2 separate regions of the Sus scrofa genome follow, and region 2 is linked to region 1. A link is a contact called in public targeted proximity ligation data. All regions are on one chromosome and are shown on one strand. The core of a region is the stretch at or near the end of the contact, and the rest is flanking DNA. Distances in the headings are between cores, read along the strand shown.

Region 1 (4,667 bases), core at 698-3,197:
ACTTGACTCTCTTCAATCTGGTCACTTTCTATGCTGCCGACTCAATTTTTCTTTCATTAATCACACCATGGAAATTCATGCTCTTCATGCTGAAGATGTATGGGTCTAAAAGCAGACCCTGGAATGAATAAGAGGAGACCCTGCTGCTTCCAGTTCACTTGCTACAGGTAAGGAGCCTGGCCGTGGGACCCCGGGGCCGTGGGACAGCTGCCCCCCCTGCACTGGAGACACCAGGCCCCCTGGAGCCTCCCCGGGCCTGGGGAAGCCCTCAGAGTACTACTCAGTGCACTACGCCACCTCAGGTAAGGGACTCGGCGTCCACAGATACCAAAGGACCACTGACCGGCTTCCCCGGCAGCCAGCTCCCGCTGGGAGGGGGCCTATGTGGGGCTCTGGGAGGGGGCTCCTGAGGGAGGGGCCTCGATGTGGGGAACCACCACGGCTCAGAACTCCAGGAGCCAGTCTTCTCTCTGACTCCACACCCTGTCCTCTGACATGGTGCTGGCTCCTTGAAGCCATCCCAGGAGGGAGGAGCTGGTACCGATCCCCACATCTGCATCCTTCTCACTTCCTGTCTGAGGTCACCCTGCCCCCGGGAAAGTCTCAGGTAAGGCCTGCTGCCTACCAGGGTGCAGCTCCCACCAGCAGCCTGGACCCAAGTCCAGCACCTTCTTCACAAAACCACAGGGCCATCCCCTGCCCCACAAAACCACTTGCGGAGTGAATGAAGCCCAGCAGGCCGTGAGGGGCCCTGCTCGCCCCATATCTTCAGGCCTCCCGCTGAGAGAGATGGACCCTTGGCTCCCACCTCTGACCCAGAACCAGGCCCTCAGGCCCTAAGTTGACAGACTGGGATGCAGAGGGCACTGATAGCCATCACACCACCAGGCTGGGCCCAGGACCCGGCCTGCTGGGTTTGGGGCAGAGACGGGCATCATCACATGCCCAGGAGTCCCTGAGTGCTCGCTAAGCCACCGACAGGTGAGGTGCCAGGCCCACCCCCTCAACATCGCTCCTGGTTCGGGCCACGCCCCCCAACCTGTCTCTGGCCTGTTGAGCCCAGCCTGCACAGGGCTGCCAAAATTCCTTTCCCGAAAATGCCTCCTTCATTCCGCTGCTCCCCTGTGTGATCCTAAGATTCTTTACCTCTCTGAGGCCCAATTCCCTTTAAAGTGTGGCATATGGACTAGAGAATTTCTCGGGTCCCTTCTAGTACCGGCTCAGCCAAGCCTGAGACACGCTATTCTCAGCCCCAGCCCAGTGGTTCCCACCAGGGCAACCTTAATCCCAGGGGACAGCTGGCAACGTCTAAAGACATTTCTGTTGACACAACCTGGGGAGGGGGTGCTCCTGGCATCCTGGGTGGGGGCCAGGGATGCTGCCAGACATCCGACCAGGCACAGGCCCTGCCCCATGACAAAGAACCACCTGGCCCCAAATGCCAAGAGAGAGACCCAGCCCCCTGCCAGGTGTCCAGCCTGCAGCTCTGGACTCCCTGAGAAGACAGCTACCAGAGAAACAATCTGGTGTGATCCTCTGGGGGTGGGGCAGCGTCCTGGTGGGGGGGCGATGACACAGCATGCTGGCTCTGAGAGGGATGTCATGGGATCCCAGGGGATGACAGAGGAAAGTTCTGGTGAGGGCGGGGCCAGGGTGGTTAGGAGGCTGATTCCGGGGGTGTGGCAATGGGGCTGGAGGGAGGAGCTGAGCGCAGAAGGGGTTTGCTCGGCAGGAGGGCAAGGGGACAAGAAGCCAAGCTCTGAGGCCAGAGCAGGGGCCGGGAGGAGGAGGCGGGGTAGGAGGGGAAGGGGTAGGGGGAGCTGCCCCACAGGAGGGTGCCAAGCCCAGGAAGCAGGTAGCCCACAATGGCACAGTCCGAGCTCAGCGCTGGAGAGCTCAGCTGGTGACCTTCGGGGAAATTCCCTTCCAAAAGCAGAAGACTGTCTCAGCCTAGGCCAGCTAGATTCAAGCCCAAGGCAGGAAGAACCTCTGGGGCGAGGCAAGGTGACTCAGGGGACCAGGACCCAGTCAACTGACCAGCCCAAGGGCACGGCCACCCTACTGCAGTCCAGGCCTGGCCACTGCCCCTCTCCAAACGGGTCACTGCCCCAGGGGCCATCCTGACCACCAAGCCTCTGCCCTCGCCCCTCCTCCCGCCAGGGGCACTTCTAAGCATTTTCCACTCGGGCTCCAAATGAATCCACATCCAAACACAAGCAAACCTTTCATCTGCCCCTGCCTTGCTCTCTAAGGGGTCAGGATGTGGGTCTGCCTTGTCCATTCCTAAATCGCCAGAGCCTAGAACAGCACCCGCCCTTGGCTGTGCCCATGGGTGTCCCTCCTCCAGGCTTTCCCTGCAGAAGAGAGAAGGCACAGGCCCCTGCGGAGTCTCAGCACCTTCCTCATCACCCTGGGCCCATCCAGCGGATGCGCTGCAGGCGGACTGAGGCCAGCAAGCCAGGACCTCATTTATCAGGTCTGCTGTAATTAGCCAATGTCCCCATGGCAGTTTCTCTGTCCTCAGTTGGAACAATATTTATTTGTAGTTTTAAGACATGTTTCTGCCATACGTCCTCATGTATTTTCCATGCGGCATCCCAGGTCTCTGGGGGTGGAGCCATAACCTCCCCTGAACCAGCTTCCTTCATGAGCATCCACCTCACTTGCTCAGAGCTCAGGGACAGCCCCTGCCTCTGTCCCCTCACAGCTGCCACCATCTCCCTCATGTGAACTGGGGGAACCCCTCTCCAAGGCTGGACCCAAAGCAGCACATCCCCGCCCAGCCCTCTAGAACACCAGTGCTCCCTGGCCAGGTTCACATCTCAGCCATTTCTCTCCCACTGTAAGGCCCAGAACACGCCTGAATACCACATAAATATTTTTTTCCATGGATGAATGGATGGATGGAGAGATGGTCGGATGGATGAATGGATGATCGATTGGATGGATGGATGGTTAGATGACTGGATGGATGGATGGATGGGATGGATGATGAATGGACAGATGGGAGAGCCTGGGAACAGGACCAGACCCAGATACACAAACCCACCTGAAAAATAAGACCCCTGTATACCCCCTTCCTCACCCCTAGAACCACCAGCACCAAGTTACCCCCAGCTCACCCCCAGCCCCTCATTCGCCTATACAAGTTGCCTACAGTAGTACCCGCCCCAGCCCCTCAGAGCTCAGCACATCCTCTGGCTCTTTTTATCCCTGCTGCTCTGTGTCCCTGCAGGGCCCCCAAGCCAGCCCCTCCCTGCCCATGCCCTTTTTGCTTTATAGGAGCCCTTTAGACACCAAACATGGCCTCAGCACTCCCTGCTCTAAAAGCCAGGGCCAAGTGCAATGGCATTTAATAAATTAGTGAATGTAGGGAATAAAAAAGAGAACCCAAAGGACTTAAATTTCACAGCCAAGTTGCTGGCTGGTAATGATCCTGCCCAGCCCTGGGAGAGGCCAGACGCCAGGAACTTCATCACGGGGAGAAGGAGCAACACGTCAGCACCAGGAATGGGGTGGCTACTTTCCGCGGCCCTCCAAGGGGCCCTGCAGCTCATTCATTGTCATGGCCATAATGGGAGGCAGAGGCTGTCTGACAGCACTTCCAACTCCACACAGAAGGGACAAAGGCACAGGGAAACCTTCACCAAAGCCACACAGCAAACAGGAGGGTCAGGACATGGAAGGGGTGGGGCCCTAGTGAGAAGGTTTCTCTGTGCCTAGACGGGCCCCAGGGGTCCAGCCTCTGCTTGAGGTCCCCACCTCCAGGATCCCAGTACTCACCAGGCAATAACACACTCTATTCCTTTTTGCACAACTCTGGTCAAAAATCCTTCCTTATTAACTCAAGACTCCTCTTCCCTGCAGCTAACAGGAAGCCCACCAAAAAAAGCCCACCAAAGACAAGTGTGAAAGGACTTTACTTGAAGGCCTGTATCTAACACCTTTTCCCAACCTTCTCCTGGCCCATAAGTGGGCTTTTAGCGCTTTACCTCAATCACCTGACACAACTGAAAGTTAAGTTCCAGATCTGGAGGGACCAGCACGGAGAACAAGATACCACTCTCCCCTCCAGCACTTTGAGCTCTATACCTCTAATAATCCAGCCTAAGCTGCCCCTGCCTTGGCTGGCAATGACAGCACAGTCCTGGTTCACACTGAGCTTATGCATGATTCAAAGCCAAACAGTATGATGCCTCGGCCATTCTTTTTTTGACCCCACACTTTCTCTCAAAGCCTCCAATTTCTTCACAACTTCACAGCCCCCCATAGCACCAGCTTGCAGAGGTGACAGAGAGATCACACCCATATTTCTGAGCCAAATTTTCCTCCAAATAAACATGACATAAAGCATTTGCATATCTAAAACCCAGTTACATTTTGATTATTGCAGAATGAGGTTATTTTCTATCAAGATAGTTCTAGGGGAGAGCGATTCAACGTGGCCAATCTTCAGGGATGCTGTGTTTGGGAGCTGGGAATCTCTGAGGTCAATAATGCTCTTAAATTACACGTTCCCAGAGCCCAGTTCTCTCCAGCGAACTCTGCAGGGATCCTGGGAGCTCGGGACCCTCCCCCTATTCACTGGAACACTCTAGCCATTGAGAGAGGGTCCTGTTACAGTACCTCTTACTGTCTAAGACTCTAAAAAGTGCTGGGGAAACAAG
Region 2 (4,667 bases), core at 1,197-3,696, 130 kb after region 1:
GGGCAGGGTGGGGTGGCCAAGTAGCCAGCTCCCCATCTCAATGGCACTCTCCCGCCCCCAGTGCCCGTTCCCTACGGCTGGGCTCCCAGGGCACTCACACACTCCCCTCTTAGAGACGTGCTAGCTGGGACTGCAAGGTAACAGGACTGGATTTCTGGCCATCAGCCCAACCCTGAGACGGAGCAAGCGCTTTTCCCAGTCAGCCTAAGGGAGGCAACACAATGTGAGCCCAAACCAAAAAGCCCCCAGGCTGGGAGTCTAGTGAGCAGGGTCGGCAACCTGTCTGAAGTGCTGGACCCGTCCTTCCCTTCTCTGGGCCTCACCTGTTAAAGGGGACAGCCCCATACCCGACACAGGGCCCCTGGGAAGACCAAGTGAGGCTGTGGGAGATGAGAAGAACCTCATAAATGGGAGTACACACCACTGTCGAGTGCTGTGCAAGGTGCTGAGGGATGTGGGTGTGACTTATACCAGAGCCTCAGAGCCACTGCCTGCCCCAGACCCACACCTCCAGCCGCATGTGTGAGGGGTAGAGCAGTCCCCACTCCAGCAGGGCTTTGTATGGATTACTATTCACGGGGCACATGTCCTCTTCTGTACTGTGTCCCCTCCCCGCCACCACTGCATCTGTCCATATGAGCACAAATGCCACACCAGGGACTCTGCCGGGTGCCACTGGACTTCCTCAGTGACACTGGGTTTCAGCTTCCGGTCCTTCTAAGCCACTAAACTCCAGCCGGGGACTTCCCACTGGTGGGAACACTGTTAAAAGAGTGTGGGTCACACTGAAAAGTCCTCTGGTCACAGGATTGAGAAGTGAGACAGTCACTTCTCCATAATGTTGTGGGAATGTCAGTCGTTAGGCCACCTTGGCTTCATCCCAGCCTTTTCTCACACCCATCTTGGAACCAGTGAGGCCTGGAATTTGGAGTCCCTGTGCCACCCCAGAGCAAAGGGCTTGACCTAAAAACCACATGGAAGAGAAATTGACAAGTTTCCTGCTGCCATCTAGTGGCTGATGTAAATAAGAGCAGGCAACGGGCCAGAAGGCCACCAGCAAGCCTTGGTGACCAGTAGTCAGCCCTGCATGTTGGATCGAAGAGTAGTGACCAGTCATGAGAGGCTAAACAAAGCAGAAAGCAGAGGATGCCAGAAATTGTTAAAGTTAAAAAAAAAAAAAGCTTGCTGGTTGGTTTTCCTCCAGGGATCAAAGAAGAAATATGGTTCACTCATCCATGTGCGAAAGAAAAATGATGCTCCGACTCTGGGGCAAGGCACTGCCCAGGTGCTGAGAAGGAGCATGCAAATAAGATGTCAACCCTGACCACGGGAACCTTCCTGTGTGGCCTCTCCTCCCCTCCTCTGACCCCTGAGCAGCCTCCACTCCGGTCACATACATCTCTGCAGGTCCTGGCTTTACCACGCTTTTCCCCATGCTGTTCCCTCTTCTCCCTGCTATAGACAGACCATCTGCCTGTACAGATGTCGCCGGCTCTTCCACACCACACATTACCCTCCCTGTGCTCCCACGCTGGACTGCGACCACTGGATCATACGTCCACCTTCCCCACCAGATCCAGCCCCAGCTCTCAGTCGGCGGTCACATCCACAGAGCTGTGTGGACAAACCCAATCTCAGAGCCCCAAATGCTTCTCACCTTCCCTCTTGGGAGATGCAGGGGCCCAAATCTTCCACACCAAGCCCCAGGACCACTGTCTCTAGATCTCCTTCCATCCATCCAAAAGGCCCCTCTGTCTGCTGGTCTGACTGTGAGCCTCCTGCTACAGGCAACCCTCCCCCCAGAAGCAGCAACCCTGAGCAGAGGTGCGGAAGCACATCCAGATACTGGGCTGGGTGTTCCCGTCGATGGGTAGAGCACCAGAGAGAACCAGGAGACCCGGGCTCAGCCTCCGCTGGCCCCTCACTGGCTGCATGACACACCGGGCAAGCCTCTTCCTTCCTAGATCCTTAAAAGTTCCCCATCTGTACAATTAAGGATCATCTCTTGGGTCCCTTTCAAGTCAAAAACATCTGTGATGCTAATTCCCACTCATGTGTCAATGACCAGTAACAGCTAGCTAATAGTCTGACTGTTCCCACAGTACTCTCACCCTGAAGGGGAGGCCCTCAACCCATCACCCAGTCATTCATACAGTAAAAACACACTCAACGCCCCAGCGCTGGCAGTAGGATCACTATTTTTAGCACTTGACCTGTTCAGCTCTGCTCTAGCCACTGGGAGAAAGGCCGATGAGGAAGGTCAGGGGCCGATGCTGAGCTGACACAGGCAAAGCTGAGGAAGGGAAGCATTCCCTGAGCCTGACACCTGGCAGGGCCCACGAGTCGCCCCTCACACTGCACCTTCCGCACGCCTGTCTCAGTAGTAACCCCTTGCAACAAGCTAGGAGTTGACTCTGGGTTTTGTGTTTGTTTTTCTTCTGGCCACACCTCAGCATGTGGAAATTCCTGAGCCAAGGGTCAAGCCCGCCCCACAGCAGTGACCAGTGCCATAGCAGAGACAATGCCAGATCCTTAACCCACTAAGCCACCAGGAAACTCCTTGATTCTGTTTTATAATTGAGGAAACAGAGACCCAGGGAGACTCAGGGACACAGGCACTGGGTATTGAGCCAGGACTGGGCCCAGGCAGCTGTCTGGCTCTTACTCTGTGTGACAATGGCCGACATAAATGGCAGGCCCCTCTCCTACCCTTGGTCTATCCATTTTTGTGGTATTGGCCTCCCCAGATCCTCCCCCCAGCCTCATCGGAGATTTCCTTCTTGGGAGTTCCCATTGTGGCACAGCAGAAATGAATCTGACTAGGAACTATGAGGTTTCGGGTTCAATCCCTGGCCTCGCTCAGTGGGTTAAGGATCCGGCATTGCCGTGAGCTGTGGTGTAGGTCACAGAGGCAGCTCAGATCCTGCATTGCTCTGGCTATAGTGTAGGCCGGCAGCTATAGCCCCAATTGGACCCCTAGCCTGGGAACCTACATATGCCTCGGTTTCGGCCCTAAAAAGCAAAAAAAAAAAAAAAAAAAAATCTTTCCTTCTTGATTACCCTCATTCAATCTCGCCTCCAGCTGCTGCCAGCTTTTAAGAAGCATCATTCTGGAGCACATACCTATTTTGTTTGATAAACTCAGCCTGATGGTGGCATTTATTTTCGAGCTGCCCTTAAATCAGAAAAATGAATGCACTGGAAAGGATCCAGAATCCACACCAAGTTTTACCTGTGGTTGCCCCTGGGAAGGGCATTGGGTCAGGGGAGGGGTGTGGAGACAGGGTCCCTCAGATTTTGCTCTACTATTTTTACGTTATTTTGTCTTTTGCGGCAACCAAATTTTCCTGTAATAATCAAGTCATCACTTTAAAGCAAACACTCTACACAAACAGACCACTGGCAGACAATCACACCCTGCACTTGCAAGAAAAGTGCCCGGTGAGGCAGACCCAGGCTCACAAGACAGGGCCCTGACGTAGGAAACGCACCCAGTCCTTTTCCAGGATGGGTGGGGTCTCCTGCTCAGAGGCAGATGCTGGAGTGGTTTCTGGAGCACAAACTCTCTGCCCCCCAAAATACCTCCTCCATCTGCTCATTCATGCCTGAAATTCCATCACTGAGGGGCAGTCTTTGATTCCTTGGTCAGAAATAGGCCTGAAACTGTAAACCCACCCCGGAGATGCAAAACGGCGCCTTCAAGTCACACTTGGTGTGAACCTGGTGACTGGTCTTGAGGAAGCAAGGCTCTTACAAGGCTCTGGGAATAGTCCCGGGGACAAGATGGGGACACGCAGGCTGGAGGCAGTCACGACCCAGAGGATCAGTAACTGCCCAGAGGTGATAAGGCGCTCTGTGCCAGCCTGCAGGGAGGCATCTGTCCTCGCCCTGACGAGGCTGAAACAACTGTGACCACCTGGGAGGAAGGATCAGAATCTGAGGGACCCCAGGAGCGGGAGCTAAGGATGGTGCCGTCTGGAGGAGACCGGGTGAGAGAAAGCAGCGCACCTGGAGTGAAGTGGGGTCTCCACACCAGGCGGGTCCCAGCCCAGCTGGAGGCCCGCCCTGGGATCTGAGCATTTTGAACACGGTCTAGACAAACGAGGCCACCTTCTGCAAAGCCTGAACAGAACGGTGGAAGACCTGAGAAGAGGGTCAAGAGAAAGTGGGGATGTTAAAACCGAAGGAGAATGTTCAATGCCATTTGTCACCAGAGAAATGCAAATCAAAAGTACAACGAGCTACCACCTCCCACCCACTAGGGCGGTCAATTTTTTTTTTTTTAATTTTTTTTAAATGGAAAATAACAAGTGTTGGCAAGGATGTAGAGAAATTGGAACCCTCATACATTACTGGTGGGAATATAAAATGGCGTAGCCACGGCGGGATACAGTTTGGCAGCTCCTCGAAATGTTAAACACAGAATTACCATATGATCCAGCAATTCCACTCCCAGGTAAATCCCCAAAGGAACTGAAAACAGGTGTCCAAACAAACACTGTGTATGAACGTTCTCAGCAGCTCTATTCACAACAGTCAAAAGGTGGAAACAACCCAAATGTCCATCAGCAGATACAGGGATAAACAAAATATGGTCTATACATACCACGGAATATTATTTAAGCCCTAAAAAGAAACGAAATGCTGATACATGCTACCACATGGAT

The links.
Region 2: a targeted proximity ligation map of skeletal muscle shows a contact between it and region 1. A contact is called at or near these places in 3 of 5 promoter capture datasets (fetal liver, fetal skeletal muscle and liver), 24 of 47 Hi-C or Micro-C datasets (adipose tissue, alveolar macrophages, brain and 15 more) and 1 of 2 datasets of targeted methods (skeletal muscle).

What each region holds. Positions count from the first base shown.
Region 1 is chr5:66,923,499-66,928,165 of Sscrofa11.1, forward strand. The region is part of intron 1 of TSPAN9 (tetraspanin 9); the gene reads right to left. Among named protein-coding and RNA genes, the nearest start is that of TSPAN9, 69 kb to the right of the region's middle.
Region 2 is chr5:67,056,290-67,060,956 of Sscrofa11.1, forward strand. It overlaps a transcript of TSPAN9 not described here. Among named protein-coding and RNA genes, the nearest start is that of TSPAN9, 64 kb to the left of the region's middle.